Regions from separate parts of the Oryctolagus cuniculus genome. Here region 2 is linked to region 1. The links are chromatin contacts, called in public Hi-C maps. All regions are on one chromosome and are shown on one strand. The core of a region is the stretch at or near the end of the contact, and the rest is flanking DNA. Distances in the headings are between cores, read along the strand shown.

Region 1 (5,601 bases), core at 1,867-4,366:
CAGGGCCGGGCCGGGGCCAGGCGCCGCGGCCCGGGCGTCTCCGAGGCGTTGTGTTAATAAACGCGGGCGACAGGCACGCCGCGCTCCCCCACTCCCGGCTCCCAAATCCAGACCTGCTGCAGGATTGCGGTTTACGGGGTCTTAAACCCCCCTCGACTTTGATTAGCGGCTTCAAAGAGCGCCCTTTAAAGGTCGTGCTCCCCGCCCCCCGCTCTCCGCCCCCGCCGCTCTGCGGACTCGGGAGACGACAGCACAGCGCCGCACGCACCAGTGCGGGGGAGGGGGCGTCTTCGGGCGCCCGCCCGCTGGTGGGCCACAGTCTTCGCTTCAGGCGCGCGCATAGGAGTACTGCGCAGTTTGGTTTTTTTCCCTTTTTTTCCTTTTTCTTCTTCCTTTTCTTTTCCTTTCTTTTTTTTTGGGGGGTTTTGGGGGGGTTTGTGTGTGTGTGTTTTTACCTTTTATTATTTAAATTGATACGTTTCATTACTAGGGAGAAAAATAAAATATTCCTTTGATACACAAAATCAAATTGATATTTAGCCTCTGCTTACTTTTTTATGCATGGCTCCTTTATACCACATGGTAGTGACAGATTGTTTGAGCTGGAAGGAAAAGCCATTCAAAGCTAATTAAGCAGCCATTCCAAGCACTATTTGCAAGCGGGAGGCTCAGAAGCCTCGGCATTTGTCAGCGCTCCCCTCCACCCCGCGTGGTTTTGACTGACAGCTCTGGACGCCGACCGACAGCTCTCGGCGGCTCCACCAATCAGCAACGGAAAGCCCCTCGGGCAGCCTGTGATTGGCCTTCCAGGCCTTGCTCGGGGGCGTGGCCGGCGCCCCCCACGTGGGCACCGCCGTGCGAGAGGGGCGGGGCGGGCAGGAAGCGGGTGCGCCCACCCGTGACGTAAGGGGGCGGGCGGAGAGGGGGAGGGGAAAGGAAGCTCCGGAGAGGAGCCATTTTGTGTGTAATGTATGCTGCGGCCAGATGCTCGCATCTGTCGAGCCCGGCTTCTCCCTACCCCCCTCTCCGGTGCGCGCCGCACACGATTTATGTTTTTATTTAGGAGAATAAATAAATGAAGAGAGGAGCACGGCCGGGGCTGGCGGCCCGAGCGGGCGCTCACGTGTGACTCCCCGCGCACCGGCCTCGGAGCGGCCGCTCGCGCTCGCCTCATTAAGATGCGAAAGCGAAGCTCCGGCTGCTAATGAGGGGAAAACACTGAGCCGGGCGCGCGCGCGGGCGCGGGCGCGCCGCCGTCTCCGGGCCCGCGGAGGCGCTGAGGCGCGACCCCCGGCCCGCGCCCCCCTCAGCCGCGAGCGCGGGGCCGCCGGAGCTGGCGGTGTGCGGGCCGGAGCTCGGCAGTCCCGCGCGGCCCCGACCGCGTCTTCTCAGCGCCCTCGGCGCGGGCGAAGCCGTCCCACAGCGGGGACCCCCGCGGGGGTCTGAGTCCCTCTGACCGCTCCCGGGCGGGCGGCCGCCGCGCGTCGCAGGCGCAGTTTTGGGCTTAGGACGGGCGAGCGAACAAAGAAGGGACGCTGGGGGCTCCCAGCGGGCTGTGAGAGGTCGGAGGCAACTTGGGGAGCCACCATCTTAGGGGTCCTAGAACGAGAACGTGACGAAGTGGTTGTCTTACAGTGTCTAATTGGGCCGCTCGGCCGGCCTAATGGGATTACAGGGGCGAACCGTTGCCGCGGCTGCGGCATAAACCGATCCGGTCCTCCCAGCCACAGGTTTGGAGCTCCGCGCCGCTCGCTAGTCTTTTATCCTTTTGTTGTTATTCCCGTCATCCGTCCTAACCCCCACCCGCCAAATAATTATTTGCTAGTAGATCGTGGGAAAAAAAGAGAGGCGGGGGCGGGGAGGAACTCCAGCAGCCCGGGACTATAATATATATCTATTTATTATATGTCTTTCGGTTAATTCCTGATCTGAGGAGCGCTGGTTTTCACTCCCATGCGAAAGTCACCAGCGGGTAGGGCCTGATTGCTACTTTTCATGCATAGTTTTAGACACAAGAGGGCATTGTGACGTCGCGCCCGGCGGCGGCCAGTCGCGGGCCGAGTTCCGCGGCCCCACGTGGGGACGGCTCGCGCCCATTGGCTGCGGCCGGGCGAAGCTGCCACATTATTTTGTTACTTTTCAGTCCCTATTTGGAACTGCTCTCGCGGCAGTTCAGACCTCGTGCTCGTCCCCCTCGCCTGTCTGTGTGTGGTATCCGCAGGTCCCGGGCACTTTTTTTGGGGGTGTGTGTTTGTGTGTGTGTGTGTGTGTGCGCGCGCGCGCGCGCGCTGTGGGTGGGGGGGAGGTGTGTGTTTTGGGGGTTTGTCGGGGCGCGGAGAGCCGGGCCGAGGGGAAGGGAGGAAGCCGCAGAGCTGCCCGGCCTCCGGCTGCGTCTCCCCTCCAGCGCTCTCCTGCCGGCGCGCTCCGAGGCGGCCGCGGCGGTGGCGCCGAGCGCTCCTCGTGGGGAACGCGGCGCTCCAGCCGGGAGCGGCGAGGACCCGTTCACGGAGAAGCTTCCGGTGCCCGCTGGAGTTAGGATGCCAGGGAGGTTGATTTGCACCTACTGAGCCCGGAGTTCCTCCCCGGCCCTGGGAAGGGCTTGCGGCGGCGGCGGCGGCGGCGGCGGTAGCAGACGGAACAGCAGGCTCTCCTCTCCGAGGGGGGGCGTCGAAGCGCCCGCGGCGGGCTCCAGCCCTCACTCTCCGGCGCTCCTGCGGCCCCGAGCTTCCAGCTCGGCGCCTGTCTTCTCTTCTCGCCGCGAGCCGCGGGCCCAGCTGCTCTGGGGGTCGGACTCGCGCGCCCCGGATGCTTGGGGCAGCCCCGGCGCGACGCGCTGCTGAGTGATCCGGAGGGGCCCCCGGCCTCGGGACCCCGCGCCGGACTCGCCGGGGAGCCGACGATGTCCGCGCAGCCCCCGGCCCTGACGCGCTCGACGCAGCCCCGGGAAGGCGGCCGGCCGAAGCCCGCCGAGCCCTAGGCGCACAAAGCTCGCGCCCGCCGCCCGGCCTCCGACGACTTTGCCGCCCGCTCCGCGGCTCTTTGTCTCCGCTCGAGGCGGGCGCCCGACTCTGGGATTTCGCTGCGAGAGCGAGCTGGGGGGGCCGGGGGCGAGCTCTCGGTTTCCCGGCCGCCCCCCGCTCGGGCTCGGCTCCCCCCTCTCCCGCACCTCCCCGGCCCGGGCTCTCGGCGCTTCCAAGCTCTCGGAATCACGACCCCTCCCTGCCATGTATCCGCAAGGGAGACATCCGGTGAGTAATTGCAACTCGGTTTATTTAAGCATCTATCATGGCAGGGTAAACGAGGCAGTTTATCCGGCACCTCCATTTTGCTTGTTGCTACCTTTATGGGGTGTGTGTGTCTGTGCGTGTGTGTGTGTGTCTGTGCAGTGTGAGTGCGCGCGCGCGCGCTCACACAAAGGGGCTGGGGACCGAGAGACTCGGCGGACCTGCGAGGTCAGTCCCGAGCCGGGGCCGGAGGGGAAGCCGTTCTCGTGACCCCCCCGCCCCCTTTCTTAAGTCTCCAACTCGCCCCGCGTTCTCCCTGCCCCCGCCTCTCTGTTTGCGGGTGGAAACCTCGCGACTGAGCCGGAGGACCCGGGGCGCCCCCTCCCCCCGCGCCGTCGGGGAGCCGAGGAACTTGCGGGGAAGGCTGTGGGCTGTGAGGGCGGCCTCTCTGGTGGGGCAGCCGGCGGGGAGGGGCCGAGGACGCGGCGGAGGCCCCGAGCCCCGGCTGACGCCCGCGCCCCTCCCCTGTCTCGTCCTCGCGGGCTGCAGGCTCCCCATCAACCCGGGCAGCCCGGATTTAAATTCACGGTGGCTGAGTCTTGTGACAGGATCAAAGACGAATTCCAGTTCCTGCAAGCTCAGTATCACAGGTAAGGCCGGGGGAGGGGGGTGGGCAAGCGCCCCGGGGCCGGCAGGGAGGGGGCATCCCCGTCGCTGCGACGGAGGGGGCTCCCGACCCCGGGCGGCGGGGCCACTGGGGCCTCCGCCTTTTGTTTCCCCTTTCCGAGCGCGCCGCCTTAACCCTGTGCTGCCCGCGGCCGAAGGTCGGGGTCCTTCCCCCTGCGGTCGCGGTGAGCGGGCTCGCTCTTCCGTGGGAAGTTTCCAGTTGCCTTGCTCCCCCATGCCCACGGCGTGGACCCCAGCCCCTGTGCGCCCCGACGCTGCGGGATAGTGGGGTGCCCCCCCCCGGGGAGGGTTGGTGTCCAGGAAATGGGAAAGTGGCTCTCGGAGGCCCTGGGGTTGCGGCCTCGGAGGCGGCCGTGCGGGCGCCAGGCCTGAGCTGGCTCCTCTGCCCTCGCAGCCTCAAAGTGGAGTACGACAAGCTGGCGAACGAGAAGACCGAGATGCAGCGCCATTATGTGATGGTGAGAGGCGGCCCGGGAAGGCGGCGACCCCGCCGGCGGCGCGGGGACCGGGGCTCACTCCCCACCGCGGCCGCGGCGGCTCTTCAGGGAAGGGGGGCTGGGCGGGAATGCCCTGCGCCCCTCACTGGCTTCCCCTGGCATCGGCCACTTGGGAGGGGGTGGGTGAGCCCAGGGGCGGAGGGAGAAACCCGAATTGCAGGCCCGGAGAGCCCTGCTCCCTTTGTACGCCTTTGCTGGGTGCTTTTAAGATTCCCTAGGGCTGCTTGCCCTGGGAGAGCCGGTAGGATGGTGTTGGATCAGCCCAGGAAGACAGGACTCATAGCATAGGATAAAAATCTCTCAAGGCCTCCTGGGAGCGCTTGGAAACTTTGTGCTTTGCAACCCTGGAATGTAGCCAGAGGAGCCCAGCAGCCCTCCTGGCCCAGGGTGTGTGGGCCTTTGCAAGCCCCACTGTGGGCCAGGGTTCCTCACCTGAAAAGTCACGGGACCTTGGGCAGCAGGTAGCCTGGCTCCCTGTACCCAGGGCTTGCACCTGCAGCTTTAAGTCATTGTGGGAGAGCCCAGGAGACACATCAGCCAGGCTCCCAGCACTGCTTCTCACCTAAGAGGCCTTGGGCGCAGTGCTAAGTTATTCTCAGAGAGAGTGTGCACCTGACTCCCTGTTGGGCCCCTACCTTGTACAAACAGGATATGTGGCCCCTGCAGTGCTGGGGGCAGGGGAGCGGCTCTTAGCACCCTGCCCTTGGGGGCTTAATTTAAAGCCCCTTACCATTCGCATCAGAAGAGGCCAGAAAGAACTCCTTTTGAAAAAAGGAGCAGAATTCTGGGTTGTCTGTTAATGGTGCTTCTTTCTATTTTTAGTACTATGAGATGTCCTATGGCTTGAACATCGAAATGCACAAGCAGGTAAGTGCTTTTCTCTTTAAAAGCTGTAGTTTTAAATTCAGTGTAGGGGCTTCGTAAAGGGTCCTCTCCTGGATGGAAATGAGCTTCCCCTTGAGGGTCGAGCGGGGCCAGGCCCTGAAATTTGAGGTCTGGACACCCTGTATGTACCCTTAGCACCCAGGCTTGTGAAGCTGGTCCTGGGCTGGGAAAAAGGACCAGGAGGAGAATGTTGATCTAGGGTCTGTCTGACCAGCCCCCGAGAAGGCACAGGTGCCCATTTGCGTGTAAAAATCTCTAGAGAAAATGCAAGAGGGCTTGGTTTTTTTTCTTTTAATGTGATGTTCTAC
Region 2 (5,924 bases), core at 2,621-5,120, 460 kb before region 1:
AATAGGATTAAAAGAGAAAAGCAAAATACAGATGCGGGCATTAAGGACATTCTTCACCTGAAATCTGCAACAATTCTAAGCCAAGAAGAACCCTAAAAATAGTCTTAGGATATATAAAACAAACATTGCCAGAAATATAACAAAAACTGACAAATTCATTAAAATCACGGTAAATTTTTGACATTTCCCTTTCTTCAACAATCCATGGGTTATTGAGAATTGAAGATTAATGAACATATTATACATCTAAACAAGATTCTGTAGCCAAAGCAGTAGAAAGGCACTTCAAACCATTTGTGGGAAAATGGAGTTAAAAGATAAGTTCACTTTGATGCCAAAAAAAAAATCAAAATTCTGCATGCAAGAAGTCTTCAACAATTTGTGAAAAGTGGCTATTATGAAAAAACTATAAGGGATTCCAAAAATTTTGCACCAAAACACTTATCTGTTAATCCCATTTGCTAGGAATGCATTGAATTTCCTTCATATTTATAGAGCAGTTTATAGAGTTAAATAAATGAAGAAAGCCTAAAAACTAATGAGCCAAGCCTCGAACTAAAGAAGTTACAATAAAATCAGAAAATGAAAGATGGTGATAATAAAAATAAATGAAGAAAGTAAAAAGAAACATAGAGAACACAGAACAGTGATGACTGGAGTCTGGGAAGGGTCAGGGGTGGGGGACTGAGGGAGTTTGAATAATGGGTACCAAATCAGAGTTGGATGGAAGGAGTAAACCACTAGTGTCACACAGCATAGTGGCCTGACGGCCATGCACAAGAAGCTGGTGTGTATTGAATGCTGAATGAACCGTAGAAGTGATGAGCTCCAGGCCACCAATCACAAAGTACCGTCAAGAAGGGGGAATGTTGGTGGTCCTCATTTTAATCAGCACACACTGGATACATGCAAATGTCACAGCCCTCAGCCAGCATTGTGGAGTAGCAGGTAAAAGCCACTGCCTGCCACACTAGCACCCTATATGGGCACTGGTTCATGTCCCAGTTGCTCCACTTCCAGTTCAACTCCCTGCTAATGGCCTGAGAAAAGCAGTGGAGAATGGCCTAAGTGACTGCACCCCTACTGCCCATGTGGGAGACCTGAATGCAGCTCCTGGCTCCTGGCTTTGGCCTGGCCATTGCGGCCACATGGGGAGTGAACCAGCAGAGGGAAGCTTGCTCTCTGTCTCTCTCTCTGTTTCTCCCTCTATCTCTGTCTCTCCCTCTCCTCTGTAATCTTACTTTCAAATAAATAAATATTTATACAAAAAGTCACAGTCCCAAAATATGTACAGTTATTGTTAGTAAAAAACAAAAATAGGTATTAAAATAAGAAGTGAATTGTGTATATTGTGCATATTTTAATATATACTTCATCTATATGAAAAAACGCTTCTAAAATAAGTAAAAATATCTAAATTTCCTAAAAAAGAAAAAAACATATAGTAGAAGTAATAAAAATTAATGTTTTGAAAAGATTAATAAAAATAAATTTTGCCAAGACTGGTTGAGAGAAAGAAGGCATAGTATTAGGAATGAAAATTTAACCCTATAAAAGTATTTCTTTCATTCTTGCAGTTTTACAGATGAGAATTAAAATTCTCATGAATTAAATTAATTATGAATTAATCATGAATTAAAATAAAGTTCACCGTGAAAAATCTAAGTCCAGAGAGCAGACGTGACTGGCACATGGATAGAGTCCACAGACCTTTCTGCCACCAGTCTCGCCTGAGCTTAGCACCAACGTTTTCTTTCACCTGACCTGATGGTTCTCAGGAAATTATTCCTTAGAGTTAGAAGGCAAGGATCATGTTAAAACAGGTGGGTGGGCACTGGGCGTGGGGTGGTGTGTTCAGTGGTTTCCTAACCCAGTCCCTGGCACCTTCCCGTCACAGAGTGGAGCATGGTGGGAAGACAAACGTGATGAGAGCGAAAAAATAATTATCTTAACCTCCACTGACAATTCTTCTTGGAGGACCAACTCTCTGGAATACTAGCTTGATAAGCCACTGGAATAGAACGCGCTAGCACACATAGGAGTCCAATTCGCAAAAAGTGATAGTTAAGTTGCTGCACGTAAGCACATGAGAAGAATTTGGTTTTGCTCCTTTGAGCAAATTATCACAGAGGAAAGCGAATCTGAAAATGTTTCACAGTAAAGCTGCAGACGTAGGCATGCTACGGTGCAGCATATCGCACTTATTCAGGATAAGGGGTACAGACATGAAGACCGAAGCTCTCTGCTCTTTATCCTGGTATTCCTGGGAAAATGGAAAGCTGATGGTTTGTCACTGCTTCAGGCTCCAGGCTTGCAGCGAAAAATGGGCAGGAGCTTAACGTCAGTGGCCACCATGAAAAGTGGGTTGACTGACAACTGGCAGACATGTTCTAGGCGGAGGCCTTGCACTCTCTCTTCTTGGGGAGGAAAGTGTGTTGACTCTGTCCGGCTGCAGTTAAAGAAACCCTCCACAGAGTGGGGTTAAACAAGCACCGGGCTCTTCTACCTTAGTGTGACACCTTTGTCCTCTTTGCTACACAATGGCGGCGGCTGCATCTTGTTTGTGTTCTAGGAAAGGAAAAAAAAAAAGAGGGGAGAAGAAAAAAAAAAAAAGGCCAGGCTAGGGAATTCGTCCTTTTTTGCAAAGCTTTCCCAGGAGCTCTACCCAAAGAATATTTCAGCTGGGCATATCGCTCCCGAACAAAATCAGAGTTCTGTCATTAAGGAAGACTTCCAAATGGCTACTGGGTAGGTAATTAGCCGTGTCCACTGCAAAGTTCTGCACTAGAGCTAAGCGGCCTGGGGAACCCCAGAGCCATCTGGGTTATTAGGAGATGAGCAAGACAGTGCTTGCAGAGTTCACAACTTAGAGAGGAAGACAGACAGCAGCCTGGACAGCAAGGACAGGGAATTTCAGGGGGCTTGGAGCTCAGCGGTGAGACAGCCTGGTCAGGGGGTGGGAGAGACCTAGCAGCAGGAGTCAGCCACGCGACAGGGGAGAAGTATCCCCAGCTACCGGGCAACCACAGCCACTCCGCCTCAGGTCTCCGGTGTAACGGGACAGGCTGTGAAATCGGACACAGCAGAGGCTGATGGCCCAGGGCTCTCTGGGGCAGCCACTGAAGAAGGGTTTGAAGAAAGGGGACGGGCTGACCAGACGGTGGTCTGTGCAGCTGCTGGGGCAGGGGCCTGGGGCAGCACGGAGGCAGGCAGAAAGGCAGGGGAGAGGGGTGATGTGTGAGGACCCTGAGGATGTCAGGGAAGAGTCACACTGCCCTCCCCCAGCTCCGCAATCTGGGGCTCAGGAGGGGCGAGGTGGGGGGATTTCGGAGAGATAATTGTGACGGAGGCCGCAGCAGATGTAAACAGATCCCGTCCTGAGGGGCTCGCGCCCTGATTCCCAGGGCCTGGGGGGGGGGGGGGTCCCGGCCGCTGGCTGACGGTGGTTCTCAGGAAGCCGAGGAGTCTCGCGCCGAATGCAGGACTGCTGAGGGACCCTAGAGTCGCCCAGGTCAGGGATGAGGCGGCTGAGGGGACTGGGTAAGGGGTGCCGGAAGGGAATCTGCGGGGTCTGGGGAGGTTAGGGCTGCGAAGGAGCGGCACTGCCCACCACGTTATCGCGAGGACTGTGGTCCTCACAGCGGCCAAGGAGGTCTGGGTCCTCCACCCAGATTCCAAATTGTCCGCTCCCAGACACCCCGAGGCTCCTTGCACCCGCTGCCGTCCGCACGCTCTGCCTGAGCGGAAAAAAATACCCCACGACCGGCCGGCAGGGGGCGCTGTGCACCCGAGCAAAGACGCGCGGCCGCCGGGTAGGGCTGGACTCCTGGGCGGTCCGGCCGAGACCTGCCGGCGGAACGGCGGCTCATAGCTCAGGGACGGCGAGGCCAGGGCGCCAAATGAAAGGGGCACAAGTGGGAGGGCCGCGGGGCCAGGCGGGCCGGTGCGCTCTCGGCGGCGGGGCCGGGGATAGCCCGGGGAACGGCGCGGGGAATGGCTGGTGCGTGGACACCGCCGAGGCGTCCCGCCTCGTTGTCGTTGCTGTTCCGGTATTGGAGGCTTTCCCGGGTTGTGGGGCGCGGGGCTCTGCAGTGCAACGCCCACTACCGTCCTCGAGGGCCCGGCCCACAGGAATGTGTTCAGGAGCCTCCCATCAAAGGCCAAAGCCAAGATTCTCAGAGAACAATCGGCAGCAAGTTTATGACCTGTTTTACTGACTAGGTCGATGCTGGAATCCTGGCGGAGGTGTCTGCTGTGCTGTGAGCGAGGGGCAGAAGCCTCGTGGTGAGCTGCCCACGTGCCCCCTCCTCTGCAGAGTGACCGGCCGGGACTAAGGCTTGACCTGTGAGCTCTGAGCTGAAAATCTGCCGGGCAACCCGCACACCGCATTGTTGGGAGTTCAGGCAGGACCATGGGGCCGCTTCCGAGTTTTCTGGTTACTCCAGAAAGGTGGTAGGGAAAGCTCTGGGGCCGGGCGTTGGTGGAGGCAGACGCCCGGAGTACGTGTGAGGAAGGAGGAAGAAGCAGGGAAGGCGACGCGGTGGGTCCTGGCTCGCAACAGCTAAAACAGGGACCACCATTCCGAAGTTGCCCTGGCGTCCCCCAGCCGCAGGCCCCTGAATCAGTGACAGTTAGTCACCCAATGGCCACGACAAACGCCTGGGCACAGAACTGCAGTGTGGCTGCTCACTTACACCCTCCCTCACCTGTTGCTTGCCCACCTAGTGCTGAAATGCAGGATGAGGTGAGTTCTGGGGGAGGACCTGGAGGGCCAGCAGCGGCCTGGGGCATTGTCTTAGGAGAAAAAACTGAAACAATGGACCTGGAACCTTCGGAGGGGAGTGCTTAGTTTCAGGCTGGTCCCCGCCGAGCCACAAAGCACGAGTCCCAGACTCTAATACTTCCAGTCTTCATTCAACACAATTACTTAAGTTATGGTTGTTAGCCCTTCCTTTTGAGTGTACGTCCCTTACAGCAGCTAAATCTTCCCCCTCGATCAACAATAAAAGAACAGTTGTACAGATGATTGAAGCTTGGATTACAGTTATCTCTATTGCTGACCGTTAGAACTGCCTCTCTCCTATCCCATACCCAAGTGGACTGCATGCCCACAGCTCAGGGTGAGCGTGGCAACAGCCCTGGGAGGAGGGCTGGGTGCAGCTTTGTAGTGGGCAGGTGTGTGACCCCCAGTGGAGATCAAAGCCAGGACTTATGGATGAGGGGCAGGGTAAGGAGACAGGCCAGCCATGGCTCCATGAGGACGTTCACAGAAACCACTGGTTCCTGCTTCCTGCCTCCCTCGTCCCTCTGCCAGCTCAGGAGGAAGTCTCTGGGCTTCAACTCTGAAATCAAGGAGGCCCCAGCAGAGGGTTGTAATTCCACCTTCTGGGAAGGCTTCTTTAACACCTCAGCACATGGTGTCAGTCAAGCCAAGCGTGAACAAGCTGGAAGCAATTTCTCTGCCCAGTCTCTTGCTTACTGAGACTCTTCTTAGTCATCTGCTTTAGCCCCAAATGTGGTCCTCACTGTTGAGGTGAGAGATTTACCTCAACTCCCTCTGGACAGAACCATTCGAGACCTGATACTGAGCTTTTTGAAGATATTCATGATTTAAAAAAAAAAAAAAAGTATTTATTTATTTTAAAGGCAGAGAGAGAGAGAGAGATCTTCTGTTGGCTGGTTCACTCCGCAGATGGCTGCAACAGCCAGATCTGGGCCAGGCCGAAGCCACGAACTCCATCTAGGTCTCCACGTCAGTGACAGGGGCCCAAGTTACTTGGGCCATCCTCCACTGCCCTCCCAAGTACATTAGCAGGAAGCTGACTCAGAAACAGAGCAGCTGGAACGGGTGCCAGCCCCACGATATGGAAGACCAGTGCCACAAGCAGCAGCTTAATCACTGAACCACAACACCAATTCCCCTT

Evidence for each region. Hi-C and Micro-C count contacts between places; a contact is called where the count stands out from the background.
Region 2: a Hi-C map of skin fibroblasts shows a contact between it and region 1, with 3 times the contacts expected there. The contact joins the enhancer-like site here to the promoter of TLE3 in region 1. A contact is called at or near these places in 3 of 6 Hi-C or Micro-C datasets (ear pinna, embryonic fibroblasts and skin fibroblasts).

The regions. Positions count from the first base shown.
Region 1 is chr12:92,634,223-92,639,823 of mOryCun1.1, reverse strand. TLE3 (TLE family member 3, transcriptional corepressor) reads left to right here and starts at 3,116. Exons shown (of 20, transcript XM_008249826.4): 1 at 3,116-3,248; 2 at 3,774-3,874; 3 at 4,306-4,369; 4 at 5,231-5,275. The coding sequence starts at 3,225.
Region 2 is chr12:93,097,252-93,103,175 of mOryCun1.1, reverse strand. No RefSeq gene overlaps it. Among named protein-coding and RNA genes, the nearest start is that of TLE3, 460 kb to the right of the region's middle. Within about 2 kb of position 3,870, at least 1 of the 8 cell types and tissues checked has an H3K27ac peak or open chromatin away from gene starts, as enhancers often do.